4 separate regions of the Zea mays genome follow, and all the other regions are linked to region 1. The links are chromatin contacts, called in public Hi-C maps. All regions are on one chromosome and are shown on one strand. Each heading gives the region's core, a stretch centred on a gene start, on an enhancer-like site or on the middle of the called end of the contact. The rest is flanking DNA. Distances are from core to core; before and after follow the strand shown. Region 1 holds the start of LOC100283229 (Cupredoxin superfamily protein). Region 2 holds the start of LOC100283120 (axial regulator YABBY2). Region 3 holds the start of LOC100274223 (Vacuole membrane protein KMS1). Region 4 has its middle 18 kb from the start of LOC100274223.

The links. Hi-C and Micro-C count contacts between places; a contact is called where the count stands out from the background.
Region 2: a contact with region 1 is called in a Hi-C map of tassel, with 3 times the contacts expected there. The contact joins the promoter of LOC100283120 here to the promoter of LOC100283229 in region 1. A contact is called at or near these places in 2 of 25 Hi-C or Micro-C datasets (ear and tassel).
Region 3: a Hi-C map of tassel shows a contact between it and region 1, with 2.9 times the contacts expected there. The contact joins the promoter of LOC100274223 here to the promoter of LOC100283229 in region 1. A contact is called at or near these places in 9 of 25 Hi-C or Micro-C datasets (ear, leaf, root tip and 3 more) and 1 of 3 datasets of contacts at active chromatin or transcription factors (leaf).
Region 4: a Hi-C map of leaf shows a contact between it and region 1, with 7 times the contacts expected there. The contact joins the enhancer-like site here to the promoter of LOC100283229 in region 1. A contact is called at or near these places in 13 of 25 Hi-C or Micro-C datasets (bundle sheath, ear, endosperm and 6 more) and 1 of 3 datasets of contacts at active chromatin or transcription factors (leaf).

Annotation. Positions count from the first base shown.
Region 1 is chr7:168,171,688-168,176,159 of Zm-B73-REFERENCE-NAM-5.0, reverse strand. LOC100283229 (Cupredoxin superfamily protein) reads left to right here and starts at 2,128. Exons shown (of 2, transcript NM_001156131.2): 1 at 2,128-2,370. The coding sequence starts at 2,208. It overlaps LOC103633319 (a long non-coding RNA gene), which reads left to right and starts at 2,377. Exons shown (of 2, transcript XR_556456.2): 1 at 2,377-3,405; 2 at 3,863-4,472.
Region 2 is chr7:168,500,770-168,505,241 of Zm-B73-REFERENCE-NAM-5.0, reverse strand. LOC100283120 (axial regulator YABBY2) reads right to left here and starts at 2,328. Exons shown (of 7, transcript NM_001156022.1): 1 at 2,134-2,328; 2 at 1,875-2,018; 3 at 1,659-1,782; 4 at 1,508-1,556; 5 at 970-1,045; 6 at 751-799; 7 at 560-721. The coding sequence starts at 2,232. The coding sequence ends at 761. LOC103633324 (pre-mRNA-splicing factor 18-like) reads left to right here. Exons shown (of 2, transcript NM_001319725.1): 2 at 1-466. The coding sequence ends at 268.
Region 3 is chr7:168,462,526-168,466,997 of Zm-B73-REFERENCE-NAM-5.0, reverse strand. It overlaps LOC100274223 (Vacuole membrane protein KMS1), which reads left to right and starts at 2,354. Exons shown (of 8, transcript NM_001148594.1): 1 at 2,354-2,670; 2 at 3,683-3,894. The coding sequence starts at 2,628.
Region 4 is chr7:168,443,929-168,448,400 of Zm-B73-REFERENCE-NAM-5.0, reverse strand. No RefSeq gene overlaps it. Among protein-coding and RNA genes, the nearest start is that of LOC100274223, 18 kb to the left of the region's middle. Within about 2 kb of position 1,965, at least 18 of the 20 cell types and tissues checked have an H3K27ac peak or open chromatin away from gene starts, as enhancers often do. A contact at or near this core is called in bundle sheath, ear, endosperm and 5 more, where this site is marked.

The sequences.
Region 1 (4,472 bases), core at 879-3,378:
CCTTCTCACCCAAACTACGACAAGTCCTTCACAGCCATCCAAAACTATGTAGATTTTTTTTTCTGCGGCCATCCATTTAGAACTTTTTTATTCTCTTATTACCATCATCGTTATATGAAGTCATATTCCCTCGATTGCTACTCATCGAATACTAGTAGTACTACTGAGAGAATAAAACAACGTTACAAGATATTTTTTAAACAATGTTATATAAGATTAGATTCGTGAGCACCGACAATTACCAAAATTAAATCACTTCTTATACTCTAGCCATGATAGTATGCTTAGGTAATTTACTTTATCCGATTAATTTAATTTTAAGCATAGTTCAATACTATTTATAAGCAGATATATTTTTTTCTCTAAAACCTATTGAAAAGAAAATTTAGCATATCATGTGTTGTTCAAACCAAAAAAAAATGAAATATTGCATCCTTCCACAACGACTGGTGCCGTGAGAGGATGTATTCATGTATTACGACCATCACATAAACCTTGTGATTGGTTGACTGGGTGCGCAGCGCCCGTCTCTGGCTAGCCCGGACCGCGGGATACGCAGGATATGCGTGTTTCCGTGCATGCAGACAATCAAGCCAAAAAAAAAGCCTATGCTGCATGTGCGGGTACATGCTGCCACCCTTCTCTTCGGTTAACCAAATAGGTGCTGCGCAAGATCAACGGAACGCCGCGGGTAGATGCAGCCGGCCAACCAACCAATCACGTAGAAAGAGAACACGGCAACGGCAACACTGTCTGAGGTTGCACCAAAAGTTGCAGCAAACAACAACGATAGAGCGTGGAAGTAGGATGGGCTTTTTTTCCCGTTCCAGCAAACAGTCCAGACTCCAGACATGTATTGATCCGGCCTTTGGGCCTTCCCTCTCGTCTCGTCGTCCGCCAGCCAGATGCTTGCCTCGCGGGCTCACGGCGTCCGGCGAGGCCTGAGCTCATGGTGTCGTCACGCCGATCGTCAGCCGTCAGTAGTAACTCACGAGCCCGGTTCACGAACGACACGCTTGTCCAGTGCATCTTCCGCTTGTGTTTGGCCGCCCCCGTCTCCGGATGACCGGGGCGCGACGTGTAGGATCGCTGGATCGACCGGTCAGCGTCCGCCATCGATCAGATCAATACTCTCGAGCCGTGTCGTAGTTGTCCTGTGACGGAGGATACGACAAGATAGACTAGAATGGACTGGACACTGGACTCCACTGAGGGCTTTTGTTTGGGAGCTGAATGAATGGAAACCCCTACACAAGACCATCCATATATGGCCTTAGGACATTTGGCTGTTTGTTCCGTTGTGCGGTTGTGCCAAGCGACCTGTATGTATGTGTGATGTGTGTATATGGACTCTCAAGTACTACCTGCTGCGGTTGTGAACTTCATTCTATGAACAGTGCAGATATGGAGTCAGTTAGTCGTCAGTGCCTCACCGCCGACCACACGTATGCACACACGCTAAAAGCGTTGGGAGTTGGGACACCCGGGTGGAAACTGGAAAGCTTCTGTCCCGGCGCTTATGCCGTGTCCGTGTGTACTTTACTCGACGTGGAAAACGCTTCCCGCTTCCGGTCGACGGCGAGAACACTCCGGGGTCCCGCTCGTCGATGGGACTATGGCTAGACAGACGTAGGCTCGTCGCCATGCACATCTTATCAGCTGCGGTTACGGGAGCACCCCGATTCGACTCATACGGCTGCGTACGACACGATCAAGGGGATCAAAAAAAAATCTGGGCGAGTGCTTGGGCCTTGGATGGCGCTTCTGCACCACATGTGCAGATTCGTTCGGATGATGGAGCGAGCAGCCGAGCAGTAGCAACCGCCACCGCCAGGACCCAGGAGTGGTCGCGTGCCGTGGACAGTGACCCGACCCGCGCCGTATCAGGCAGCGCAGACGAGAACGAGACCCTGGTCAGGCCACCGGACCCGAAAGGCGAAAGCACAAGACCACGAGAAAGTCCATAAAACCCGGGCACACCAGGCCAAGCCATACGTATCGAAGGCTGGACGCAGGGGGGCATTTCCGGGAACCTCGCCGCGGGCGGGGCTGGAAAGCCGCGGAGCTTTTGATTTAACCGGCCGGTTGGTCAGCCAGCCAGCCAGCCAGCCACTCAGTACTGCACACTGCCATCGCTCTCCTACGGTACTGCTGCCTACCGCGCGTCTCGTCCCTTCGCTGCCGCTCTATCTATCTCGGCCGGAGCCATGGGCGGCGGTGGCGCGGCGCTGCTGCTGCTGGTGATGTGGGCGGGCGTGGCGTCGGCGGCCGTGTACGAGGTGGGCGGCACGATTGGGTGGACCGTCATGGGCAACCCCGACTACGCCGCCTGGGCCAGCTCCAAGCAGATCGTCATCGGCGACACTGTTGGTGCGTCCCATCCCTCCCCCTGTCCGTCTCGCTCTTCAGTCACTCGCGCTCTCTTCTGTGCGTCGGAGTCGGACGTGGGTGTGTGCTGATCGAGCCGCAATCACTCCTTAAGTTAGATTTCTTTTTTCCTTCATAACTCCGCTAGGAGAACCGAGAACTTTGAACTGGAGGCACTTTCGACTTACCTACCGAAATTCTGGGAAAAATCCCTAGTCGAGAACTGTAGAACCTAGGCCGGAGGGAGGGACCGTATCCATTCCTCCCGGTGTACGAGACTACGAGTGCACAAATCGGTGGTGCACTAGTGGCAGTCGGGCCGGCACGACACATGGTTGTAGCGATATGAAGACCCGTACTGTACAGAGTAATTTCGCTTTCATCCTCTGTCTGAGGCAGCCATGTCCAATATCCGGCTCTCCACTCCACCACCCTCTGACCCTCTCGAGTTGTTTTGTCTGTCAGTCAGTTTCGGGCTTCAGGTAGCGCCAGTACTGCTACTCCCCTACTACCTGCTACTGCTAGAATCCGGACGCCCTAATTCGGAGCGAGAACTCGCGCGCGTCCAGCAGCAAAAGGCCGCGCACCTCCATTTTAATTTGGTGCCTTCGTGTGGTGCGGCACCACCGAACCGATGGCACCCCCATTCGCCGCCGTCCGCGTCGCGCTATCCACAAACCCTTGGCCTTCACCTGTGGCCTCTTTCTCTTTACACGTGAATGGCAAAGCACCCGAAAATGGGTGGCCACGCTACGTGACCTTCGTGCGGCACGGCGAACGGCGAGCAACGAGCGGTGGCTGCCTCTGCCTGGCACGCTACGTGTACCCGTGGCCTCTTTCTCTTTACGCGTGAATGGGAAACCGGGGCGAGGACTCATTTATTACAGCGCCGCGCCGGCCTGTGCGGCGCTTAGCTAATTACTTGCTCCCGTACGGCCGCCGTAGTGGCAGCACATTGCACAAGTAGTACTCCAGTAGCCCTCGCAAATTCTATGCTGCCGCCGGAAGGGGTACCGCCAATGAAATTAATGATCTAAGGTATGTTCGTTTTAATCTCAAACAACGTGGATCTAATAAAATTGATTGAGTTTAAATCTCTAACATCTCAAAATTATTCCTAATTTATTCCAAGGGCACGTACATAGGAATGTTCCGGGAACATCTAGATTATATGACAAATATAATATTTTAGCATAGATGTGCATAATATCTGGCGGTAATCTTTAGGCTTGTTATTAAGCATATTATTAAAGACAAATATAAATTTCTGTATTATTATTTTTTTCAACATTTTTTATCGGTGAAAAAACATCCAAATCTGAATAATACTCGTATCCGAATTTTAAACCAATTATTCTAAAAAGACACAAAATGAATTTGACATTTACTTTTTATTAATCTTAATAAACTCAAGAATATAAATTTACATAACAAATCCTATATCCTATTTATTCATAATCAAAGAAAGAAGATTAAAAATTTAACATCTTAATAGGTATCCGGATTCGTACTGCGACATTGAATACGTCGTCTCTAGGCAGAAATTAGATAAAAAAATTCCAACATCGACGCTGATTAAGGAGGAGAGACACCTGTCATCTTTCGTGAGAAGATGGCTTCGGCAGGTATTATAATGCAAAGAGATGATAAGACAAGCACTATCTGTCTGTTTTGTTCCATGTTCGACACACGATACAATGTAAACATAGAACCCACCACATGATTTATTATTTATATTGTTTGTACGTGTTTTTATTACACACATAGACAATAATTGTTTGTGGGATATAGATGCCTAATTCTTTCCAATAGATATGAAATGGGAAAACCCGCATAAGATCTAATAGATGATCATGTCGAGGATTAGCAGTAATGCAATGAACAAGACCTCAAAGACGATCGTGTCGAGGATTAGCAATAATGCTATTGATGACTGACGTGACGGGGCGTTAGCCGTAAGGAAACAGAGTGTGTGTGTCGGCGGATCGATCGATCTAGGTTCGCGCGCCCTGTGACCACTGACCCACCAGCATATTGTGGGTGGCTGCGGAGCAGGAAGGATGGATGAGTGGCCAGGCTAGCGACCTGCAGGCTTTCGGCTATCC
Region 2 (4,472 bases), core at 1,079-3,578, 330 kb before region 1:
TGGCATCCACGAGCGTTCTGCCCGAGAAAAGATCTACACAAACAGCGTCGCCCACATCATGAATGACGAGACCACTCGCAAGTATCTTCAGTCAATCAAGAGGCTCATGACGCTTTCCCAGCGGCGTTACCCTGCACTGCCCTCAAAATCAGTGGAGTTCAACAGCCTGGCAAATGGGAGTGACCTGCAGGCGCTTCTATCGGAAGAGAATGGTTCGGGTAAAGCTTCCGAGGAAAGGCTCCGGTTGATGCCAGCATTGAAAGAGTGATGCCTTCGCAGACTAGATTGGATTACAAGTAGAGCTTGAGATGCTTGTGTAATATATACAATCAATCCTGCCTGTTTTTTTTTCTTTTCCTGTTTGTGCTGAAGAGAAAAGCAACAGAGTTATGTATGCTAATTAAATCGCTTTACCGCTACATCTGGTCAGGCAAAGTTTTTATTAATATATCTGCCAATTCCGGAGAACCATTTTTTACTATTTATCATCAAGCAGCAGTCATGCTTACTGTATTAATCAGGTTTGGTGCTATCCTAGTTGTGTCAGTACCGCAACTGATAAGATCTGGAAACAATGCTGCATTTATCGCATGATTGTAATTTCAGTCACCACACCACGTGCCAAAGGTTTATGTACAACATTGAAATCCATGGATTTATCTCATCTGAAGCTAACAACGTGGATCAGGTCGCAGGTAATCTGTTTCCCTCTCTTTGCAGCGTGCAAATCTGGAAACCGCGTGCAGCAGCAGCAGATCCATCAGCCTCCCGTCTTCTGGATCCTAGGTAAGTGAGCCCACTGCAGTGAAGGAACCAATATGATAGCTTGCTAACAATGTGAAGTTTTGATGGATAATGGTTTGATGAACAATATGAATGGATAATGGTTCGATGAACAAATAATCCAAAAACTAGTTGAGGCAGATCAGAATAGTCTGGGGAGCTTGCAGTCCGCTGAAGAACGCCTACATTCTTAGAAGCAGCGCTGAAGGCCTCCTTGTGGGTGATGCCCGGGTCTCTTGCCTTAATCCTCTGTATCTCCTCCCTGAGTAACAATCAGATGAGCGCATATTAAAGATCTCGTCGTCTCTACCAGAGTAGCAGCTAAAAACATGCTGAAATTTCAATCACAATATATATATAACCAGCTGTTGGTTTTATAGTCAACAACGCTAACAGTTCTTATGCATTTGACCTGTATGAGTGTATACCCGAAGCATGCGTGTACACGATCCGTATGTCTCGTAAACTATTGTACGCAAAATGCTGACTATGAGTGTGTTTGGTTTGAAAAATAAAGTAATTCATCTTCTTCTCACTTCTCATTTTTTTATTTGGTTTGTGGAATAGAATGGGTTGATCTATCATCACCCCATTCCTCATAAGCTAATAATTAGTATATATATGAGGAGTGAGTTGATTACACCAAAATTAATGGAATGAACTTATAATGCATCACCTCATGAAGCATAGAGTGACTCCACAAACCAAACAAAGGCATTCTTACTTGATGAAGCAATTGTAGGCCGACGGCGTCCGTTGCTTCCTAAGTGGAGCTGCGAAATGTTTCAAAAGCACATGCTTGCTTAAGTACGAACGATGAGAAGTGCCAAAATATCAGTGGAGGCATTGTTAAAACCGCGCGTGTGATCACCTACGTTTGTTAACCGCAGGGAAGGCGGCATGGTTGTCGGCAACGGTAGCAGCCTCCGTTGTCTCCCCCCGGTCCTCTCCGCTGCTCTCGTCGGAGTCCCTGGGCGGCGGATCAACGCCGCCGGCCTCCTGTTTCATCGAACGGGACGCGTCGTCGTTTGCCCAATGAGCGAGGACGCGCGCTAATGCAAAGGGAGGGCAGGGCAGGGCACGGTGGGAACCTGCATCAGGGGAAGCAGCTCGACGGACGCCGGCGCCGGCGCCTCGTCGGGCGGCAGCGCGACGGAGAGGATGCCGCAGCAGCTTCCGCACTGCACGGCCACCGTCTTCAGCAGCTGCAGGCTGCCGCCGATCGGCACGCCCACCTGCATTGCATGCGTAGGCAGGCAGGCAGGCAATCGTGCGCGCCGTACGTGAGACCGTGTGTGGGCATTGGCGGTTTCCGGAGCATGCAGTGCATACAGGTCGTTGTTAAGTTACCAGCAGGATGGTGGCGCAGAATTTGCACTGCACGTAGCCGAGGCGCTCCGGGAGGGCGGCGCCGAAGCAAGGGTGGCGTGGCGACGACGACGACGACATGGCCGTCCGTCCGCCGTTGAGCTCCACAGCGCGAAGCAGCAAAGAGCGGGGTGGTGGTGAGTGGTGACTGGTGAGTTGGTGACAGGACAGACAGTGTAGGGTGTCACCATGGGGTGGTGTTCAATAGATTTTGTAGGCGGCAGCCGGGAACGACGACGATAAACTAAAGACGCAGCCTGGCCTGTAATCCAACATTACGTTTGCGAAACCGGGCAAGTTACGTGCGCGCGCATCGCATGTGCTCGCGGCATGTGAGTGGCAGCGCTTCCAATCAATGAAGTGATCGGAACTTCCCATGCAAGTGCCCCGGACAGGCAGCCATGCCCATCTCTGCGTATTTCGGGTACAGGCCCCGCCCTGGCCCCGGCCCCTGTTTCTAGAGGCCACAAGAGGGCCTCAGCCTTTCAGGGGAAACTTTTTAATCTGGCGAACCAGACGCTGGGCATGTGAGAATCGGCGCCTTATCGCAGTCGCAGTCGGCCTGCGCACTGTTCTGCTCTCATCAGAAATCCATGCTGCTGCGAGAGTCAGCCACTGAGCCACCACACTGACTGCCATAAAGGTCTTGCACGGCAATTTTGCTCCATGGCAGGTTTGGTAAAAGAAAAGAAAAAAAAACAGTTGGTGCTCCTTCGGATTTCGAGTGACTTTCAGTTGCAGCCCAGAGGCTCTAGCTACTCCTCTCTTCGGTTACGTGGTCTCGGCGCCTTTTGCCACTCTCAAGATTCGTCCGATCCGGGCAAGCCTATTGAATTTCCAGATTCCGCGACAAAAAGACTCGTTCTAAATAAACGTAGGAGTTGCCGAGTTCAAGTCTTGGAGGCAGCGCTTCGGCCATGGCGTTAATCTTGGAGTTGGTCATTTCGTTGAGCGCGACGGAATCCGTAAGGTCTTTGTCGACGATAGGTGCCTGACCAGCCTGCTGAACTTGTCGACCTGAGTGCTGAGCCTCGTGCGTCCTCTCCACGACGCCGGCGGCGCGCGGTCCGCGGCGAAGTCTGCCCCCCCCCCCCCCCCCCCAGAGGGGACTCGTCCCGCTCAGAATCCTCGCTGAAAAGATGGCCGACGCAGAAAACCACGAGGTCTCCCTGTATTTCTCTTTTATCTACTACCTCCGGTTAAGGGGTGTTTGGTTACACCCCGCTAAAATTTAGCTCCTATCCCATCGAATGTTTGAACCTCCGTTTCGGGTATTAAATGTAGTCGGATTATAAAACTAATTTGTCAGCCGAAGATTAAAAGACGGGACGAATTTAGTCCAGTTGGTTGGGTCTATATTTCATACTCCTATTTAAAAGTCAAACGCTTGATGTAACCCGGGCTAAACTTTAGCAGGAGCAACCAAACACCCCCTAAGAGCTAGTTTCCTATTTATTTTAAAGAATTCTATTTTTTTCAACGAAAATTAGTTCATGAAAATGAAAATTCTTTTTTTTAAAAAATAAAGCTGTTAAACTAGCCTTAAAAGATTCTCTCACAAACCATTCCTTTTGTGTACCTTAACCTTAGCAGAACCCGATCTAGGTAGGGAGCCACCACTCCACCAGAACGGTGGCTCTAGGCCCCTAAATCCCATAGGCCCCCTCCTTCTGCCTTTTCTATATAGTTACTTTAGTTTTGGTCTAGTTAAGAAATACAAAGAAGACAAAAATGAAGCAGTCCAACATCATGCCTTTCAGTCGAAAGAAAAGCAAAAGCCCCACACTGTAATATGAAGAGATCGTGAAAGCTTTTAATGGTTTCATCATCCTATCTGTGTATTTTATCGCTTCTTCCATGACGATGCTGAGTCTAGAAACTGGCGTCCAACGCAATTTACAGTTACAGCACTGGGACGCGAATGCGCATCGCTGTCCAAATCCAGCCTTGATGGGCATACCATTCTTTCAATTTAATTGCTATACCAGCCGCGATCTCATATTCTTGTTCTGTCATGTGTATTACTTCATGCATGACATTCAAACAAGTATACTTCTCTTCTTCTTAATTTAATCCAGATCATGATGACTAGAAAGTATATGTAAGCAACGAAAAAAGGAAAAATAAATAAAGAAAGAGACAAGACAAGTTGATCAAATCACAAAAGGGTGCTATGGATAATTTTTTATTGTAACACCCTAAAATTCTATTTTTGGATTTATAAAAACTTCTCCAAGAAGATTTGAGTTAAAATGTCTTTTAAGAAGGGTTTCCTTACTTTTTGAAGTTATTTTCCTAAAACAGAAAAATGATAATATTAA
Region 3 (4,472 bases), core at 1,105-3,604, 290 kb before region 1:
TTCCTTCGGTGATTATGTCTGAGCCGTTAACTTTTTCTGATCACGTTTTTAGAGGTGTAACCCGGATACCCCTAATTATCACACCCGACAATGCTCCTCCCCCATATAGTGCTACTTCTTTCATATGGTGGTCGTCCTCCATTTTGTCATCATACAAGCATAATATTGGCCCCCAACCAAGCGACATTGATGCCGCTTTGAACCAGTCCACTTATTTCGGTGGTCCTCAATACCAACAGCGAATGGATTAGACAAAGGTGGAAGACAAAGACGGGTAAGTACATCTATTTTTTTCAGGATCCACAAATTTTTTGAGTTCATATATTTTCATATCAACACGTGGCTGTTGCACTTTATGGATCCCATTGATGTCAACAACAAGAAGGCCATAAAACCTCACTCCATTGAAAAATCTACATGAGTTGGAGCGAATCAGATTTCTGTGTAGTGTTTACACGATTATTTGCTTATATGATCTAAAACGTTCTATAAATTTCATCAATTCTACAACCTATTTGTTGGAGCAAACTTCGTTGTAAGTCACGATGATATCGTTTTTTAGTTTAGAATTAATCTGTTATATGGACAAGATGTTTTTTCACATGTGGTTTATACTTTGTTCATATCATAATTGCTTTAACAATTAATTTAATCTTAGAAATGCACAATTCTCTACCAGACACATTAATTAACACTAGTCGGCTGCCCGTGCGTTGCGACGACTTACAACAATATCCACGTAAACTATCCACAAAAAATCAAGATTTGTTTATTGATTGTCTCCGCTCTCCGTATAATATTTTTTTGATTTAGCTAATTGATGTTATTGTTTACTCCATGCAATATATCATGGTACAACACGGCTAATAAAGTGAGCGATTAGAAGAGAGTTCACAACGACTGAGTGAACGAACAGAGATTATAAAATGACATAATTCCACCATACAGAGACCAAATAAGAGAAAGTTTATGAGCTCAAGTTTCTAAAATAAGTCACATGAACTCAAACTTATAAAAAAGATGGATCAAAATATGGAGTGATTGATAAAGTCAGGCATCAATAAAAACTAGATGCGCTCCATATAAATTATGCTACTTCGTAGCAATTACTAACGTTTAAAACCAACAAATAACCTTTCATTTTACTGTTAGTGTGACAAATCATTGTTGCTCCATCTAATTCAGCAACCTCAAACACCATGGAGTCAATTGCGCCAATGTGGTCTCAGAAACAACCCAATGCTTGTAAGAGCCAAGAACGTCGTGCCGTGTTTGGGCTGTAGCCTCGCCCCGTAGTGCTGCCCCGGACCGACACGATTATATTTTTTATTTTAAAAAAATGTATATACATATATACATATTCAATATTAAAAACATCTGAGCATGATGTTCTATTGGTTAGACAGCTTCACCCAATATTTTCTACCCTTGTTCCATCAGGGCATGGGTTCGAACCTCACCTCATGCACCACTTTTTAACATTTTACGCTGATTTAAACAAATGGGCCGATAGGTTGGCCCGTCACGGTCAGCAGGCCGGCATGACGTGCATGGACCAGAGTTGTGTCCCGCGAGCGTCTGGCCCATGCTGAGCCGCCGTTTAGCCATATATAGACGTGCAACGATAAATGTGAGGGGTTCTTTGTAAAAAGATGACGCGTGACGACCGTTGAAACTGGTGCTTTAAGTATAATATAGAATATAGATATAGATATTGATTAATGAATATACAAACCATCATAGTTTTTTTTGGTTGGGAGTGCCCATATATAATTTCTCCAGAATCGGGAGACCAATGAGCTAAACCCACTCGATCAAATAGCAATGTGCCAATGTCTCACTTACCTGTTTGGCAATTTGGCAAAACTAGCTAGGCATTTATAGCTCTTAAAAATATTAAATATAAAATTAAAGATTTGATAGTGTGGCTCGACCCTTAGGCTTTGTTTAGGTACTCTCACTTAATCTATGTGTATTGAATTGGATTGAGATGTAACTTAAACTAAATTACACTCGAATCAACTTCGATACATATGGATTGAAATGAATACGAGGTATTCAAACCAAGGCCGTTTCCTATCACTAGCAGCATAATTCTAAAGCTTTGATTTCGGGTTTTTAAAAAGAAAAACGTTGGCAGCAGCTCATAAACTCCGCCCCGAATAACGGAATTGAAGATCGGATCTCTAAACAACCACGTCAGTTTCCTGCCCTCATCGGTTACCTTTGTCCCCAACGCATGTATCCGCGTTTGCGTTGCGTCTGTGCCTGACGGGGTAAATCGTGAAACCCCGGGCAAAGCGCATAAAAAACGGAAAGCCGTTCTCATCTTGCCCTCCTTTTTAGCTTTTAGCTTGCGCCTTGCGTTCGCGGAAAAGGCTCATCTTTTCAGGTGGAAGGAGCGATTCGTCTGTGCCTGCGCCTCGCCGGGCTCGTGCCGCTGTACCCTCCTTCTCCAGGAGACCTGTACGGTGAAGGGGCGTTCCCGCGCCAAACGGGAAGCAAAGCTCGCTCGCGCCCTTTTTTTCGGATCATATAACGCCGGCGCCTAGCTCAAACACCACAGCTCGCTGCCTAGATCTACGCGGCAGCGGCGGCGGCAGAGGAGAGGGACCCGGAGCTGCGCCATGGGTCCTACCGCCGGCTCCGGCGAGGACAAGGCTATGTCAGGTGAGTGAGTCGATCGGATGCGGGCTCTGCGGAGGGATCGCGTTGTTTGGTGTCCGCCCATTGTTCTTGGAGATACGCTGTCTGGTTTAATTGTTGGGTTTAAATCATCTTGCGCTGTTCACACCTGACATCTGTGCCTGTGGTGCGTAATTATGGAAATCGCTGTTGCTGATCTAGCTGCCGTGGAGCTGCGAATGCGTGTCTTTGAGGTTTTCCTACAAGCTTGGAATATTTCATGTTTTTTCCTACTCTTTCCTACAAAGCCAGATTGGGGATAACGGATAGGAAAACAGAATGTCTTCCTTGTTTGGTTTACTTATTTTTCTTGCCCGCGATTCGAAGCAGAGTAGAACCGTTCTTTTTTAGCAGCGAAATTGCATGCTTGGTATTGGTCATCCAATCTGTGATTTTTTTATTCAAGCATTGGATGCTTTTAGAATACCTTTTGAAGGTTAAAACTTAAAACTGAGGTTTTCCACGCTTATCAATTTAGATTTTAGATCGTATTTTGGCGGTTGGCGTCTGATTGAATTATCATTGTCTACTTGATTTTTTTTCTTCAGGTTTTTTTACATGATAAAATATTGGCATCTAGGAGTGGTCGTTTTACTAATTTGTCTTTTTCTCCGTTATATTACCCTTGTGGCAATGATGCCATGATTTCAATGCAAATTTAGTTTTCCAGCTTGAAGACAAATACATATGTCAATGTCACTGTCACAAAGCCTCTGTGTTGTGGAAGGTTAACTGCAATTTTTTTGAAAGATCTGGTTGCCCAGCTTTGATTTTTAATAACTAGGCGACATCAGTTACAGAATTTGCGTAATTACGATTTACGATATGTGAACCAGTTACCTAGAATGTTAATAATTCACAGTGTGCGTTGGATTCTCCGTATGGCACTACAGGCTGAGATTAAAACATGACTTTTCTTAACACTTTGCTAACTGAACGAATAATGAGATATATTGCAGTGTAATCCATGATCTAACCGGTGCACTTCATATTTCAGAGCTCCGGAAAAAACATCGTGTGGACCTAGAGAGACTAACAATTACATCGCGACCATTCAAGACATTGTCATTCTTTGTGTTAGCCATTGCTCAGAATTTGGAAAGAACATGTTCATCTGTTCTGAAAAAAGGTTACCAGTTAAAAACCGCAATGCTTTTGGTTGTTGCTACTTGGCTTCTGCTCATGTTCACTGATGGCCTGAATGAAAAGGTACCATCTTGTTTTAAATTAATTAGAACATATGTGTTTTGCAGGATTAAGAACAGTCTGAGTTACATAAATGCTACATATTAGATAATGAGTTGCAAGAAAGCTTTGCCCTTTTTTTATTCTTTTTGGCACGAATATTTGAAAGTGGGTGATAAACTGCAGTCTGTTTTTTACTCTTACTCTTAGCATCTCCAAGAGCTCCCCAGAAAATAACTCCTCAAAATTAGTTTTAAGGGATATCTAAAAAATTAGTGGGGATAGATTTTAATTCTTTCTCCAACAGATCCCTTAAAGCGGCAGATTGTTTCTGGGGAACAAAAAAAACCCTCATTTGTAGCTACAAATGAGGGGGTTTTAAGGGCTATGAAAACGTTGAGAGCACTTTAGGGAAACTGTTGGAGACACGTGTGTTTTTCCCAAAAAACTGAATTTAGGGGAGACTTCTGGGGAGCTCTTGGGAAAAGTTGTGTTTTCCCCCAAAAAATTAATCCCGCTGTATTTGGGGAAGCCCTAAAACTATCTGCCATTTGGCAAATTTGCTTGTATATTGTTCAAGAAAATTTCATCTACATCGCTAC
Region 4 (4,472 bases), core at 716-3,215, 270 kb before region 1:
CTCGTGCCGGTGTGGGTGACGGGCGTTGCGTCGTGTCCAAGAGCAAGGTACGCCGTACGCTGAAGCTGCTATGCCTTTTGGCCCTGCGTCGTGTCTTTCGACGTTGGCTGGTGGCCCTGGCACCACGCCGTGGAGCGGTGGAGCCGCCGGTGGGCCGGGACGGGAGGCAGGCCGCCGCCGGGTGCTCAGCTCAGCTCTGTCCTAGCGCGCGCCATCCATCGATCTCCGCCACACACCACCAACTGCAAGCTGGCTGTTGACGGCGTGAGGGTTCTCCGACTTCCGAGGGAAGGGAACCGGCCGGCCGGCCGGCCGGAGCTGCAGTACCACGGGTTGGTCATCTCGGCCTTCCATGTCAGAAGAGCACAGCAGCCGGGACACGGAGCTCGAGGCCGGCTGCCGGTGACCTCATGTCATCATCACCCTCTGCCTTCAGGATCACTGCTTCAGTGCTTCTGCATGAATGTGTCACTGCACGTTTCCTTGTAACCAAAAAAAATTCCTAAAATTTTAGATGCTATAAAAAAATCTAAAACTTGCTAGTGTTTTATCTATGTTGGCGGCAAAGTAAAGACGTTTGATACCATAGAAAGACAAACCATAAATTATTAAAAAAACAATTTGCTTGTACTACCTGATCATATAACAGTGTTGTCGAAAAAAATGTTTTTAAAAACTGACATTACAAATTTAGATATAGAAGAAGTGAAAAAAAGGAAGAAAGAAAAACAGGGGTTTTGGCTTCTTCGCCGCCGTGTATCCACATGCTCTTCCTGTGACACTAGCAGTTCGTTTCAACCTCCTGCACTACTGTACTCCTACTCTCCCCCTTCGCAATTTTCCCTGGTCTTTGTTCCATGTTCCGCCCCCTTTTCTCCTGATCATCTAGAACGTGGGGCTCTAGTCTACACGCTGCCGTCTCTGTCTCTCGCACTCACTTCACTCACGTTATGCTGAAAAGAGGAGATTGACCGTGACAACACCTACTGTTCTCTGTACTGTACATCAGAGCTGTGTTGGTGTTGCCAATAAATCCTGCAGTCATGGTCGTTCCACAGTCGATAGTCGACGCCATAGATAGCAATCAAATCTACCGACGGCATTGAACAGGGTCGATTCCGCGGATAAAATAACGTCTTTTTCCCCAAGCAGTTTACATGCATGCGCCCTGTGCTTACACTAGCGACAGTATACTCCACAAAATAAATAACACGGCGCATACTAGAAGGATTACAAAATTACAGCGCCAGTTTACCTACCCTGACGTCAAAGGAGTCAGCATCGTACCCTGGATTTCATATATAATATCGCAGCCAGTAAAAAAAATATTTCCAGGGGCAGGGTGGGTGGGTGGGGTCTTTTTGGTACTCGTAAGCCGCACATCACATCCGCACGGCCCCGCGCGCATACGCATCCGCACCGCGGCACCGGCCCGGCCGCCCGGTGCCCGATCGCCCTCCGCTTCAACTTTTGCTAGCCCCCCGCCCGTACGCTCCAGCCACACAACGTCCCGGCCAACCGCCGATCCGCAGAGGATCCGGCCTGGGACCCGCCAGGCCTACGACAAGATCCGGTGCTCACGTGAGTGGCGTGTGGTCCCACGACTCCCCCCCTGCCCCACACGCTTTTCCCACCACCGAACGAACCTGCCCGCGGCCGGCCCCACCGGCTGGGAGAAAACAGCAAGGGAGTGACAGGAGGGCCAGGCCCCGCATGTCACTCGCCCGCCAACAGGGAAAGGCGCCCGGGCGCAAGACGAGCGCGGCTTTTCCTTGCCTTCGTTTTTTTTTCCATTCTCCGTCCTCCGTGGCCGTGGAGATAGCGAGACAGGCAGACAGCGAGGGAGAAAAATATAGATAAAACCATTGGGGGGAAATAAAATTCCCGGCTTATCCTCTGGTGGGGCCCACCACATCCGCACCCCCTTTCCTTTTTAGAGGTCGTGGTGGTGGTGCACGACAGCCCATGGTGGACCGTGCCCACGCGTTCCCCGTCACGCGGGGCGTAGAGCGACCTCTGTTAACTCACGGTCACAGCTAAAGCTAGCCGCCGGGCTAACGGCACCGTTACATCCAGCTCCAGCGGCCGGCCCCACCAGGTCGTATCTGGCGCGGCGCTGCCGCCGGGCCCGGGGCTGTGAATTTTGACCCGCCGGCCGCCTCGGCCGTGGCTACCAAATGCAGGCGCGCCGCCGTTGATGGGCTGCCATGTTCTCTATATCCGTCACTTACGGTCTTCTCTAAATATTTTTATCCTCTATATCTCTTTCCTCTCCAACAACGTTATCTAAATCACGTTCTCTATACTCAACTATCTATATTAGAGACACTTTTTTATTTTTATTTTTTTATATACGTATTTGTCATACTCTCAAATATATTGTATATATTTTTCTTTTACTAAATAGGTTATTTAAAGTACTGAAATGATAGATAATCGTTTAGAGAAACTTTATATAGAGAGAATTCAGCAGCGTTCTCTAAATTTAGAGAACCGTTTAAATAACGTTGTTGGAGAGCGTAGAGTACCGTTTGATTGCGGGACAACCAGAACAGCTAGAACAGGGACGTTCGTTGATAGGACAAATACGTATTTATGATAGAGGATTATTTAGAAGCCCTTACTAGAGTCAGCCTTATGGCGATGCCGGCAGGGATGAAAACGGTCGGAAACGGTATTTATTCGGTAATCAGTTTTTTGATCGTCTTTCTTTGATTGCGAATAAATAGGATATATAATCTACAATACAAATTTGTATTCTTGTTTTTAACATTCAGCTTGTAAAGATTCATAAAAGGTAAACCTCAAATTCATTCTATATTTTCTCAAATAATAGATATAAACTTCGGTATGGATTCGGAAATAAATTCGGTAATTTTTTCAACGTTTCGTGCTGTAGGGAGCAAATAATACATAAAATAATTTGTGTAATATTTTATTCATATGTGTACTAATGTGCTTGATAACATAAGAAAAGATCAACATTAAATTTTATGCATATTTATTTTAAAATATTAAATTTGTTCTAAGAGTTCGGATTACCGTTTTCATCCCTAGATGCCGGGCGAGAGTGACGGCACCCACACGTGTTCATATCGCCCAGCGCGGAAACCGTGCCAGGAAGGAGAACCTCCGGTTAAAAGAGAGAAATACCTGTTATTTTTTATTAACCCAAATTTATTTATTTGCGGGAAGTCACTAAACTACCACCTCCGTTCCTTATAATTTATAATTCGTTATACTTTTCTACGCTAAATTTAATTAACTCGTCTTACTAAAAATTATAATTATTATTTATTTTTACCGTAATATAATTTAGCATGTACTCCCATCTCCGTACCAAATTAAAATTTGTTTTACATTTTTTACTAATTTCGTATAATAATTAATATATGTTGTATATATATGTCTAGTTTCATAATCATTTATATCAATATGGACATAAAAATTTAGAGCTAAAACGACAACTATTTTGGGACGGATGAGTAATATACTTAAAGTATGATTTTGAATTTTTCATTTTTTGGCTGTTTTTTTTAATAAGACAAGACGATCAAACTTGATATAAAAACGTTAAACGAGTTAAACGAATTATAAATTAGAACGAATGTAGTATTTGATTTCTTTTTTTATTTATTAACTGTCGGGATTAGAGTTGTGTGATGAATGAACTGTTGTTTTGATGGTGTGTTAAGCCTGAGTGTATTTTATTTGATGGATTCAATAAAGATTATGGGTGTGGGGGTGATTTAATTGGGTGGGTGTTCGATTCGGGTTAAAACCAACTATTTGGACTGTTGCAGCTGTAATTTATAGACAAACACACTTTAGAAAAGTAGAGGCCGATACGGATTAAAACCAAACGAACAGACTAGAGATGGCAATGGTAAATACACATCGGGTATTACTACCCATACCCATACCCACGACAAAAAATAATATCGTCGAGCCACCCCATATACATTGGTGGGTATGGATTTACGCTCATTCCTATACCCTTGTGGGTATGGGTCGCCCATACCGACAAAGATTAAACATCTATCAAAATGGTATATTATACAGATGTCAATTATATCCATCTAAATACCATTACAAAATTTCTAGCATCATTGTCGGGGACCATAATTAGGGGTACCCTTAAGACTCCTAATTCTCAGCTGGTAACCCCCATCAGCATAAAGCTGCAAAGGCCTGATGGGTGCGATTAAGTCAGGGATCAGTCCATTCGAGCGACTCGATCACGCCTCGCCCGAGCCTAGCCTCGGACAAGGGCAGCCGACCCCAGAGGGTTTCCGTCTCGCCCGAGGCCCCCCTCCAACGACAAACATATCTCCGGCTCGCCCGAGGCCCTGCCTTCGCCAAGAAGCAACCCTGACTAAATCGCCGCACCTACCGACCAAATCGCAGGAGCATTTAATGCAAAGGTGGCCTGACACCTTTATCCTGACGCGCGCCCCCCGGCAGAGCCGAAC